Linked DNA regions of Mus musculus: region 1 is linked to region 2. Evidence: chromatin contacts called from public promoter capture Hi-C data. All regions are on one chromosome and are shown on one strand. The core of a region is the stretch at or near the end of the contact, and the rest is flanking DNA. Distances in the headings are between cores, read along the strand shown.

The links. Promoter capture Hi-C pulls out the DNA fragments that hold promoters and counts their contacts.
Region 1: a contact with region 2 is called in a promoter capture Hi-C map of macrophages, with 6 read pairs. The contact joins the promoter of Olfr570 here to the promoter of Olfr560 in region 2. A contact is called at or near these places in 17 of 39 promoter capture datasets (the 3T3-L1 cell line, 3T3-L1-derived adipocytes, the C10 cell line and 11 more) and 4 of 9 other capture datasets (adipose tissue, embryonic stem cells, liver and 1 more).

What each region holds. Positions count from the first base shown.
Region 1 is chr7:102,898,920-102,905,543 of GRCm38.p6, reverse strand. It overlaps Olfr570 (olfactory receptor 570), which reads right to left and starts at 5,202. Exons shown (of 1, transcript NM_147110.2): 1 at 4,158-5,202. The coding sequence starts at 5,175. The coding sequence ends at 4,237. It also overlaps the pseudogene LOC115486496.
Region 2 is chr7:102,751,484-102,757,975 of GRCm38.p6, reverse strand. It overlaps Olfr560 (olfactory receptor 560), which reads left to right and starts at 4,049. Exons shown (of 1, transcript NM_147113.2): 1 at 4,049-4,993. The coding sequence starts at 4,049. The coding sequence ends at 4,993. It overlaps Olfr78 (olfactory receptor 78), which reads left to right. Exons shown (of 4, transcript NM_130866.4): 2 at 4,843-5,711.

The sequences.
Region 1 (6,624 bases), core at 3,953-6,452, 150 kb before region 2:
TTCTAGCACAGTTTTTTTTCTTGTTTATAAAACATTTAATAACCCCTGTACACAATTCACTCCTTCTATAGAAAAAATTGAACTGTAAGGCTGTGTAAGATTTTTAAAAACCATACAATGTCTTTTTTTGTATATTGACACACTACTGAATATGTCTTTAGATAGCTCTGTCCTGGTGGTATTTTCAATAGCCTTGTCTGGTACAGTCTGAGGGCTATAAAATTGGCATGTAAATTTAAAGCAGGTTTCTGTTGGTGCACAGCACAAATTAGTTATATATAGGGACAGTAGTGTTGTTTTGTTTGGGGGGTGTTATTTTTCACCTTCAGTTGTCTCTGATGTAGCTTAACTGTTCTGTTAACTGAACATCACTTTGTAATTGCAAAAGAAAATTACAGTTCTTTTGTTGACATTCTGAATGCTTCTAAGTAAATAAATATTTTTAATTTTTAAAAAAGATGTCTTGCCTTCTTTCCATTTCTCTCTTTCTCAATGTTCCCTAAACCTTAGTGTGGAAGAGGAAGTACAATCGTCTTATTTAAGACTGACCCTCAGCTACCACTTATTCTTAGCATATTCACCACTTTGGGTCTGTGAATTCATTGTCATTTACTACAAAGAGAAAATTCTTGGGCCTTTGAGATTGCTCAGAAGGTAAGAGCACTGGCTGATCTTCTGAAGGTCCCGAGTTCAAATCTCAGCAACCACATGGTGGCTCGCAACCATCTTTAATGAGATCCAATGCCCTCTTCTGGTGTGTCTGAAGTCAGCGACAGTATATTTATGTATAATAATAAACCAATCTTTAAAAAAAGAGAGAAAATTCTTTCACTAAGTCTGGAAGTAGCTTTTTTTTATGGATATACACAGAGATTTGGAATGCAATTTGATCCTGTGTCAATTTATTTAAACAACAGTGGTGTATTTTCTCCCCTTGGACCTGTTCCCCATATAGTATGGATTGTTGACAAGCTTTATAATAACAGATATGTCTCCCTTTTGTTGTGTGAGGCTTAAGTACAACCAGAGCACGTTTGGTTACTCCCAGGATAATTGTGCCACTATTGCACCAACAGACATAGCTTGCCTGGTTTTGAAGTTTGTAGGGCTCACAACTGAGTAAAAGTATTTGTCATTACTCCCTTAGCACCTTTTGGAACATTAATATCCCTCAGGCAGGAAGTTTCCAATTCTATACCTACTGGTTTTCTTTATATCTTGCAGCCCAGGTATATCACATTTTCAAAAATAAGGTCTTAAACCCTAGTTTTGATGGGCAAAACAAACAAACAAACAAACAAACAAACCTGACAAGATCTTGTGTTGTTTGGGGACCTATAGGATCTTCCTGACCAATAACTCCTACAGAATTATTCCCTATATGGCACTGAAGATTTTCAGTAACCATTGCTTCTGAGAGCATCAGTAACTACCCATGCAACAAACCTCCCTTCAATTTATCTTTCGTATTTTTTATCGGATTACAGAATAGTATGTTTCCATATGGCTTCTTCATAACCCTTCTTTTTGGTTAGCTTTCCTAAACTCACTGCTCATCTCCTCAGTCTCCCATACCCCGCCCTGCTGTAACATTTCCCTTACACTCTACTTTCATTTGGCCTGTCTTCTACCAGCTCCTTCCCAAAAAGTACATCATCAACATCACTTTCATTTTCCAGACTCCATGGGTATTTCAAGTTAAACAAACAAAAGATTCAGTCAGTGCTAGCATTCACATACAAAAAACATGTGCCATTTGTCCTTTGGAGTCTGGGTTGGGTTGACTCACTCATAACTTTTTTCAGTTTCATCTATATTCACAAAAATTACATCATTTTGGATTTCTTTACAATGGAAGAGATTCAATGGAAGAATCCCTCTTTTTATTTTTTCCTTTTTTATTAGATATTTTCTTTATTTACATTTCAACTTTTATCCCCTTCCCCCATTTCCCCTCCAAAAACCCCCCTATCCCATCTGCCCCTCCCCAGATCACTAACACACCCACTCCCACTTCCCTGTCTGTCCTGGGGTTCACCTACACTGGGGCATCAAGCCTTCACAAGACCAAGGGCCTCTCCTCTCACTGATATCCCACAAAGTCATCTTCTGCTACATATGTGACTGAAGCCATGAGTCCCTCATTGTGTACTCTTTAGTTGGTTGTTTAGTTCCTGGGAGCTCTGGAGTACTAGTTGTTTCATATTGTTGTTCCTCCTATGGGGCTGCAAATCCCTTCAGTTCCTTGAGTACTTTCTCTGGCTCCTTCATTGGGGACTCTGTTCAGTCCAATGGATGGCTGTAAGCATCCACTTCTGTATTTGTTGGGCATTGGCAGAGCCTCTCAGGAGACAGCTATATCAGGGTCCTGTCAGCAAGCACTTGTTGGCATCCACATTAATGTCTGGTAAAGTAACTGTATGGGATGGCTCCCTAGGTGGAACAGTCACTGGATGGCCTTTCCTTCAGTGTCTGCTCCAAACGTTGCCTCCGTATCTCCTCCCATATTATTTTGATCCCCCTTCTAAGAAGAACCGAAGTATCCACACTGTGGTCTTCATGGAAGAATCCCTCTATCCCACAAAATTCTTTATATTTCTGCAGCATTAGTTTTTTCTACTGATGTGTAGAGAGGAGAGAGCCTTTACAGAGTCAAGGTAATGACTACTCCAGCTAACTTCAGCAGAACAAGGGGAACATTGGCCCTGGGTTTCATTACCTACTGAATACACTTTGCTAATCTGATTCAAGATTTTTCTCATCACACAAACTTCATGATTTGATATTTGTTTTGTGTTGGTTCGTTGTTAACATCAATTTTACAGTATTTGGATTCATCAGGGAAGAAGAAAAGAGAGTTGTCATGATCAGATTGCCTGTGGTCATGTCTGTGATTGGTGATTGATGTAAGACGGCCCAGCTTACTATAGACAGTCTGAACTGTATAAGAAAGGCAGCTAAGCTCAAGCTACTTAGTGTGCCAGAAAGCATCACTCTTCCATTGCTTCTGCTTCAGATTCTTGCCTTGTGTTCCTGCTCTTACCTCCCTCAGAGATAGATTGTGACCTAGAAGAATAAGCTGAATAAACACTTACTCCAAGTTGCTGTGGTTGGGATGTTATTTCACAGTGAAAGCAATCAAATAAAGAGGTGTCCTGAAGGGGGAGTGGGTGGGTAGGGGAGTGGGTGGGTATGGGGGACTTTTGGTATAGCATTGGAAATGTAAATGAGCTAAATACCTAATAAAAAATGAAAAAAAAGAGGTGTCCTGATTTTATATCCCTTTGTGCTACCTTTTTACCAACATTCCCTCATTTACTTTCAAATTTCAGTGCAAATTGATACACATCCACCAAGCACATATTATAGAAAAGTTATATCACTGATAAGAGATTTAAAAGTGCACAATCTATAGCTCCTTTCTGTGAAGGAATTCATTCAATATTTGGTGTAAGATTCATCAACATGTGTAACTTGGAGTTGTAAATTATCCTCCAACTCCTGAGATACAGTTCTCTATCCCCTAACTTTTACCATGATGCTAACAAATGCCAAGCATTTGTTAATTTATCATAATTTATCACTCTAAAGTTGATTCCACCATAAATCAGGATGGACAAATGGCAGTTTGTATAGTTTCCTTTTCACATAACCCTAGAACATAATGCTCAATCAGTAATTGGTATGTTAAATTACCCAGGATGTCAGTAATAGGAGTACTGACTCACAAGCTTACAGCAGTGCTGATTCTGCAATGTCATGGTCTCAGCAATGCTCAGGGTGACACCTGTATTGCAACAGTGAACAGCAAAGAACAGACTCAGACAAACTCAGACATGTGGTAAAGGGTTTAATGCAACATATAGAATATCAAAATAAGAGACAAATACAGAGATGTTAAACAGTTCTGGTGTCTTTTGGGCTTCTCCCAGACACAATGGAAAACCACATCTCCTAGATTTTCTTTAGAAGATTGTGCAAATTCTTATTGTTCAATTTTGTACCTAGGGATAGATGTCTTCAACCATCCAAATAACAATTAACGATTTCATAGAGGTTCTGTAAAATATGAAGCTTCTTCCTTCTTCAAAACAGAAAAGCAATAGTACAGATTGATTGTAACAAACTATAGGTCTATGAGGTAAATGGAATAATCTCCTTTGAGGATGAAACACTGCTGTCTCTCTAAAGTAGCCTATTGTACAGAAAATGCAACTTCTAATAACATTGTTCCAATTACTTAGAATGCAGACCCAGTTTTTCTAAAACTTTTACTCTTATCTGCCTAGTTTTAACACAATACACAATGGGATTCATCAAAGGTGGTACCAGCAAGAAAGCATCTGCTATCAGAATCATAGCTAATGGAGATTTATGTTTTGCAAAGCGATGCATGGTAGCTAAGGTAATGATAGGGACATAGAAAATGAGCACAGCACAGATATGGGATACACAAGTATTAAGAGCTTTGAGCCTCTCCCCATGGGATGCAATACCCAACACTGTCTTCAAGATGAACACGTAAGACACAGCAATGAACACACTGTCTGACATCATGCAGAGTGCAACGAACAGCCCATAGTAAAAGTTAACCCTGTTGTCAGAGCACGCCAGCTTCATGACATCCTGGTGGAGACAATAGGAGTGTGACAAGAGGCGTTTATTGCAGTATCTGAGTCTCTTTAAAGTGAATGGAAGGGGAAGCACCAGGAGAATGCTTTTAACAGAAAAGGCTAGCCCAATTTGCACAACCCTGGAGCTTGTGAGGATGGCACTGTATCTTAGGGGGTGCCGAATGGCTACAAAGCGATCAAAGGACATAATGAGGAGCACTGAAGATTCCATGTCTGTGAATCCATGGATGAAGAATTCCTGGGCAATGCAGGCATCAGTGGAAATCCCCATGGCATTGAACAAGAATATTCTTAGCATAGTGGGGATGGAGGAGAAAGACAGACCTAGATCAGAGAAGGCCAACATGGAGAGAAAATAGTACATGGGCTCATGCAGAGAAGGCTCTGTTCTGATGACACAGAGGATGGTGCAGTTTCCCAGGATAGCTGTCAGGTACATGAGGCAGATAGGGATGGAAATCCAAATGTGCATATGCTCAAAGCCTGGGATCCCAATCAGTAGGAATGAAGAGATTTCGACCTCGGAGGTATTGAGAATCATCACAAATATGTGCCTTGGTCAGCTGCTGCAGGACCTACAGTGCCATCAACAATCGAAAATATTATCTCTTAGTTAATATAATTATTACAAAACACAAGTTAAATTTAATATAGTCAAATTAGGGGATACAAATAAATAACTTTGAAACAGTTTCTTCATAGTATTAATTTAAGACCTTTCTATTCTTTTTATATAGAAATTTACTTTTATTTTAATATATATTTATAAGTAACTGTAAAGCTAGGAAGTACAGATGTATTTTTGATACCTCCATTAATACAACAAAAAAGTCCACATCTTTCTATATGCATATGTATTTGTGTGTGTGTGTGTGTGTGTGTGTGTGTGTGTGTGTGTGTGTGTCCAGGTTCCCATGTATCTTTGCATGCATATGGAGACCAGAAGTCAACATGAGATGCATCCCATTATCTCTTTCACCTTACTTTTTCAGATAAAATTTCTCACTGTATCTGGAGCTCTCCACCTCAGCTAAACCAGCTGACAAGAGAACCTCGGGAATCTTTTCTTTTCTCCTCCTCAGTCCTCAGACACACACCTCCATGCCCAGCTTTTATAAATGCAGACGGGAGAAATGAATTTAGGTCCTTACATTTTCACAGAAAGAACATTAGTGACAGAGCCATCTTCCCAGCACCTCAAACTACATGTTTTAAGATACAGAATAAGTAAATTAAATATAAAATTTTGAAGCACGGAAGAGTTCCCTGAAGCATACATGTGTTCACACAGACCATAGTTGTATATGAACAGAGTCAAAGTAGACCCAGACAACTGAAGAAATCTGTTAGTATTGACAATATTTTTCAATGAATTCATCATCTATTGTCATTATGGCACAGGTTATGTGACTTTTAAGGGGTCTACCACAGAGATTTGAAAATGAACTCAGCTCTTTGACTGTTGTACTGATTAGGGGCCTTTGATATTTATAAAGAAAGGGGATCAAGAAGTAAAGAATTGGAACAGAGTTCATAAGGTCATATTTACCTGAAAATTATAACTCAACTAAATTCCAACCTTTTGTAGAAACATTTGATGACCTTTATGATAGAAAAGTTTACATTAAAACAATTTGTACTCACAGTTATGGTGTTGTAAATTAACACAGTGAGGATGAAAAATGATCTAAATGGAATTTTATATTTAAGAGTGAGATTCTATTTCTTTCTTTCAAATGAATAGAATAAAAACCACATGGACCAAATATGCAAATCTTTACAGTTATCCATTTGAATCATGAACATAAAGATGCTATGTACTACACGTTTACACTCTTAAGGTTCTTACAGAGCATCTTCCAGACCCATAGACTCACAACCTCAGAGAAAACTCAAGACCAATCTGCCAGAGCTTTACAGATGTCACCATGAAAGGACAGCCCTTCAAAATGTAATAGAGGAAGGACACCTCTGACACTAGCTATCACTA
Region 2 (6,492 bases), core at 2,800-5,299:
TATTTTTTATGCAATTTTATGCAATTTTTTAATGTAACAAAAAGATGTGATAAACTATAATGTCAAGTACCAACTGGCATCTTGGACATTTGAGAACTAAAATAAATAGCAAAATAAATAAATAAATAAATAAATATATTACTGGCAAGACAGATCTAAAATGGGGATGAGAGAGGGGAAATGAGTAATTTTAATTAGATGATTATTAGACCTTAATTCCATTGGCAGATAACTGAAAGAAACAGGGAGTGGAGAAAGAAATGAGTCTGCTGAGCTCTGCTGGAGGTTGTAGTGTCTGAGGACTGAGACTATGTCTCTCAAAAACAGGTGTTTTGTTTGCTTTTTATTACCACTGGAAGCAAAGAGCTTTTATTTGTTCTCCAAACTGTGGCTCAACTGCAGATTTGAGCACATCAGCCCGGTCCACATTTCACTGCTGCCTTCATGTTTAACCCTTCACCTTTCTGATAACTTTTGCAATACAGAATTGGGAGATGTTAGCTGCACGCATCAGGTGGACGGGGGTTATTTAAAGCCATGGTCATAATGAGGTTATCTCTAGGAGAGGCTATGGACTGCAGGAAGGGATAAATAAAGCCAAATTTTCTCCAGTGCCACAATTTAGAAGGCAGAGAATAGTATTTGCTAATAAATAGTGGAAAGGGCTAATCTGTCAGAGGAGTCATCACTGAAGCAATTGAAAAAGAAAGGATCAAGGAAGAGGTAAGTGGGAGAAAAAACATATCTGGAATTTACACAGAATACTTAGAAATACATTAGTCACTGAGTTGAAAGATTTTCTGAGAGTTCTCAGTGGGGAAGTATCCTGCTTGTTACCAAGGGTGAAGGAAAAATAAACAAAAGCAGATTGTTCTTCAAGCTCTTCCTTGCTCGCTGTAAACTATGCAAAAGGAAAACCGAAGAAGGGATGGTATTTATGACTGGTCCCTCTGTTATCTAAGCACTGTGGTTAATAACGACAGATAGTGATGGGTCCCAGTTGAGATGAGTATGTTGAAAGTCTCTACACTAAAGTGAAAAAAAGCATTCATTATTGAGTTGGGATAGAACTTGTAAATAGGACCCAATGGAGCCCAGCAAAATGCTAAAGAAAGAAAGGAATGCTGTTGGAACTAAATTAGAAGAGACAGACAATGGCTTGTTTACTTACTCATAAAATATTTGGAAATGCCTGGGTCTTGATGCTTCGCAATGCAAAATCTACCACATTATCCTTTCCAAGAAATTCAAGATTCTTATGTTTTCAATCACTCACTTCTCCCTCACCTAAAGGAGACTCACGTTAAGGACCCATTTTGCTTGGTTTTTCTTATAGTTATCTGTTACTACTGTTACCTCTCACGTTATCTATGTCCAGAGCACACTTACCCTGTTTTCACTCCTGTAACTCATATCTAACCACCAAAAGTTAGTTACAACTCGTCTTCTTTGTTGCTATTTCCTAAAATTAATTTCTCTCAACACTTAACCCAGACCCATTCACATACACACAACACTGATACTTGGCCCTGTACTTTCTATATCCTATCTCTTAGATATCCCCTACCTTAGTAGCCCATTTCTTCATCTATGACCCTGAGGTTCTTGCTGTACCTATACAGTATCTAATGTGACATTCATATTCAAAACTGATCAATTTTTGTTGTTGATAAGAGTCACTGGGCTCATATTACAGAAGATGTTTTGGTACTTACAAGTGTGGGGTATATGATCTATGACAACTTCTTTGGCTACCTCAGGTACAAAATCATCTCAGACTTGCTTCATGTCTTAGTAACTTACAAAACTCTGTGAGCACCCAATATATACATCTACTATTGACTGACCTAAATGTTTATGATAGGTGGTCAACAGCTTATAAAATATTCCTGGCTGTGAAAAGGGATGGCAAGTCCTCTCTTGGTCTAGCATCTATGAAGAGAAATTATAAAAAATTCTTGTCCAAGAGTGACAAACAGCCCAGATGAGACAGAGACAAAGCAGGCAACTTGAGTTCTCTGCTGCCAGATCAAACTGTACTGTACATTTTGCTTTGTTTATCTTCTTTCATCAGGAAAGAAAAGGAAGAAATTATCAAGAGGAAAGAAAACTGGGCATGAATAAATTAAATTATTGCTAAGTGAGTTACTAAGAAATCAGGATAAAAGAGAAATTATTCACTCAGTAGTTTGACTTTCTAAAGTCATCTTCTTAAAACTTTTCAGAATTTAATGACAAAAGCATTAATTGACAAAAATCAACTTAAGCATTATAGGTGAAATAAAAGACATGGTGGCCAGAATTACCAGACATATATGATGACACTGCATTCCATAGCCAATATTGTTCACTGGTATGTAACTACACTTTGGAGTTATTCCAAAGCCCCACTGATATTTGACTCTCTCTTGACTATGAACACTCCAAGAGAAGATTTTGTGTTATCCTTTAGTTTCTAATATGGAAGCATGCAAATGACTGTTACTTGAGAAATATCCCTGAGACTGAGAGGCAAGATCCGGGGAAGATCCATTGCAAGATAATTGCTGTTTAATGGTCTTTCTTATGGCATTTGAAAAGTGTTAGCATTCTTCTCAATGTAGACAACGCATGGAAAATATTCAATGCTTTTCCTTTCTTTCTTTCTTTCTTTCTTTCTTTCTTTTTTTCATTTTTTTAAAGATTAATTTGTTTTTATGAGTACAGTGTTTCTGTCTTTATACATACCAGAAGAGGGCATCAGATCCTATAACAAATGGTTGTGAGCCACCATGTAGTTGCTGGGAATTTAAATCAGGAACTGGAAGAGCAATCAGCGCTCTTAACTGCTAAGCATGCTCTCCCACCCCACTGCTTTTAAATCACAAATTACAATTGTATATATTTATAAAATACAATGTGATGTTTCCCTAAACATATATCTTCTGGAATGATCAAATCAAGTTAATTAGTGTACCTAACACCTCAATTTGTTATCATTTGGGGGTAGTTACAGCAGTTAGAATATCCTCTTGCACCTGTTTAGAAGTATATAATACACCAATATCAATGCTTAATTCTTTTCATTTTGATGATCATACATTTCTAACATTAATGTCATTATTCTCCTGAGGACACTCACGAATGAAAACGTTAGAGTCCCAAACTATACTCAACAAATAACTTTTACCTTTTTTCTCTAATAGCACAATAATTTCAATTATTTTCCTAATTTATGTTTAATAAGGTTCCCTAGGGTGCCCCTTACAGTGGAACTTCATGTGAGTGTGTGTGTGTGTGTGTGTGTGTGTGTGTGTGTGTGTGTGTGTGTGTGTGTGTGTGTGTGTGTGTTCTGGAATAAATTAGGTATCCCTCTGTGCCCCCTCACATCCTACGCTTGCTGTCTGTCATTTAGTGCCTTTCTTTTCCACCAAAGGACCTACCCCACACTGACCACTTCTCATTAAGCCCTCTCCAAACACAGCCTTAATCTGTTTATATCCAAACGTCCATTTCAAATTTACATATACCTATCTGCCTAGTCTAAATTTTCTACTCAGTGGGAAATGTGATCTTTTTCAATGAAGATCTATTTTCCTCTGCAAAACAAGAAAGAAACATTTCATTATTTGTCCCAAGCAGTATATTTCCACAAAAACATGCAGAGAGTCTGTTGTGAAGAACTAGTCATTCAAAAATTTAAAGTAAAAATAGTTGAATATGGTAACATGTTTTATCAAGTGGATACTAGTGTTCCACAAGTGTTCCTGTGTAATCCACAGCTGGAGGAGTGAAAGGCCAGATCACAGACATAGGCAGCTAGAAGCAAAAACTCTCAGAGGCGAAAAGTTGTGGGCTGAGACAGTTCTTTCAAGAATAAAAAATACAGTTGCAGTAGTTGAAATCATAAATTTTTTTTACCAATTTAAAGGTGTCATTTCTATTTTTGTATGTTGTATAGATGCTCATATTTGGTCAAATGTATGTTGGATAAGATTATTTATAAATAGAATACACAAAAGAAATGCAGCTTTTTTGTTTTAGCTTTATTCTATAATTTTAATCTAGCATGCCAACTTTCCAGAACACCACAGCTTCTTCCATCATTTTCCTGCTCACTGGTGTGCCCGGGCTGGAAGCTTTCCACACCTGGATCTCCATTCCCTTCTGCTTTCTCTATGCAACTGCCCTGTCAGGGAACAGCCTGATTCTCTTTGTCATTATCACCCAGCCCAGCCTCCACGAGCCCATGTATTACTTCCTCTCCATGCTATCCACCACTGACCTCGGGCTCTCCATCTCCACTCTGGCCACCATGCTGGGGATATTCTGGTTCAACGCCAGGGAGATCAGCTTCAATGCCTGCTTGTCACAGATGTTCTTCATTAAACTCTTCACTGTCATGGAATCCTCAGTGCTGTTGGCTATGGCTTATGATCGTTATGTGGCCATCTCCAACCCTCTTAGGTATGCCACTATTTTAACTGATTCCAGAATAGCTCAAATTGGGGTGACAATTGTCATCAGAGGGACTGTAATGTTGACACCGATGGTCGCACTTCTTAAGAGACTAACCTTCTGCAGCAGCCGTGTGCTCCACCACTCCTACTGTTTCCACCCCGATGTCATGAAGCTCTCATGCACAGACACCAGGATCAACAATGCAGTTGGATTGACTGCCATGATCTCTACTGTTGGTGTGGACTCAGTCCTTATTCTCCTTTCCTACATCCTGATCATCAGAACTGTCCTCAGCATTGCTTCCCCAGAAGAGAGGAAGAAAGCCTTCAGCACGTGTATCTCCCATATCGGGGCTGTAGCTATATTCTATATTCCATTGATCAGTTTGTCCTTTGTTCACAGATTTGGGAAACGAGCTCCACCCTATGTACATACCATGATTGCTAATACCTACCTGCTGATTCCTCCTGTCATGAACCCCATCATCTACAGTGTGAAGACCAAACAGATACGTAAAGCTGTGATAAAAGTTTTCCAATCTAAAGAAATATAGAATCATAAAAGCCTAGAGCTAAACGGCCTGCTTCAGGCCATGTTGTCAATTAAGGCTAGACTACATCTTGAATGTCAGTTACTTTAGCCCCTTTACTTCACAGATGAGGAGACGCTGATATATAAGTGAGAAGCAATATATAGCCTTATGCCTAGAGTTCCTCTTCCTCCACACCATTTCTTCTAAGCTGGTGCTTTTCTAACTTTGTCAATAGCCCTTTTATTCTTATCTCATCATAGCAGTTACATTTTCATATTAATTTCATATTACATCATTCCTTTGTAGAAAAGTAGGTAGCATTTTCTAACGCTCTGCCATCTACTGTTCAAAGAAACTTCTCTGATGAGGATTGATAGCTTCTTATAGAGAAAGATGTGTATTTAGAAGGTAGTTTGATACTATGTCCATTTGGCAAAATAATAGCAGTAGTTTAATCCTGGGGCCTGTGATCTTCACAACCATGAGTTCTTGGTCAGATTTACAACATTAGACATAAATAAGTACTGTGAAGTTAGCTTTAAAGCACATCATAAAACAGGTGTTTTACCCTCAAAACATTTTACCATGATTTCACCCATGAATATATTTTGCCAGTTCTATCATTATTGCAGCTTGTGGTACTCACAGCTGGGTAAGGTGATCAGTGACTTTTGTTCCCTAGCAGCCTGGATGGCACCTTCTGGTCCTATGAAAACCACCCAGCAGGGGGAGCTTCCAGGTCAGTTCCAGCTTTATTTCTCCAAAGTATGTGGTATCTTGAGAAATAGGGTCTTGCCATCACGTTTTGGTGGTCATCTGAGAGAGTGACAGTAGCCTGCATTATTTTGAGGCCTCTGGGACATCATTTACCAACAACTATAAAAGAGGTATCCTACTCCCAGCACTGGGGATTTTACAACCTACAGCTTCAGGAAGGAGGGAGCATCATCCTTTCTCTTAATTATTGCTTGTCTTGATTTCCATGTGTTGAAATATACCAGAGCTTTGTCCTCGAGACTCTTCTTCTTTTCATACTTCTTTTTCTGGTCATTTCATATTGTATTACGACATTAAATACCATCAATACTGAACAAACATAAATTAGCATTTATAATCAACAATCATCCAATATGTATCAATATTTACATCCAAGTGTCTCAATCATCTTAGATAATCTTAATTGCCCCATAATAAAAATATGTGTTTACCTATAGGCTTCCATAACTAGAAACTCTGTTTCCCAAATTTCTGAGATGAAATACTTGTAGTACCTCTTATGCCTTGCTTTTACTCCTGTTCTACATCTAACTGTCAATCAACAAATCCAGAATCCAACCACTTACATTGCTTCCACTGTTACCATCAGGATGTGAGCCATCACCTTGAACCCAAAGTCATCTGTGACTAGCTTTCTGGAGAATCTTCTTTCATGTATAGAGTAATTATTCTAGTACCTGTGGCAGATCGTATCACTTCCTGTTAACACACTTTTATTGGTTCCTGTGTGCCCAAGAGGAAAA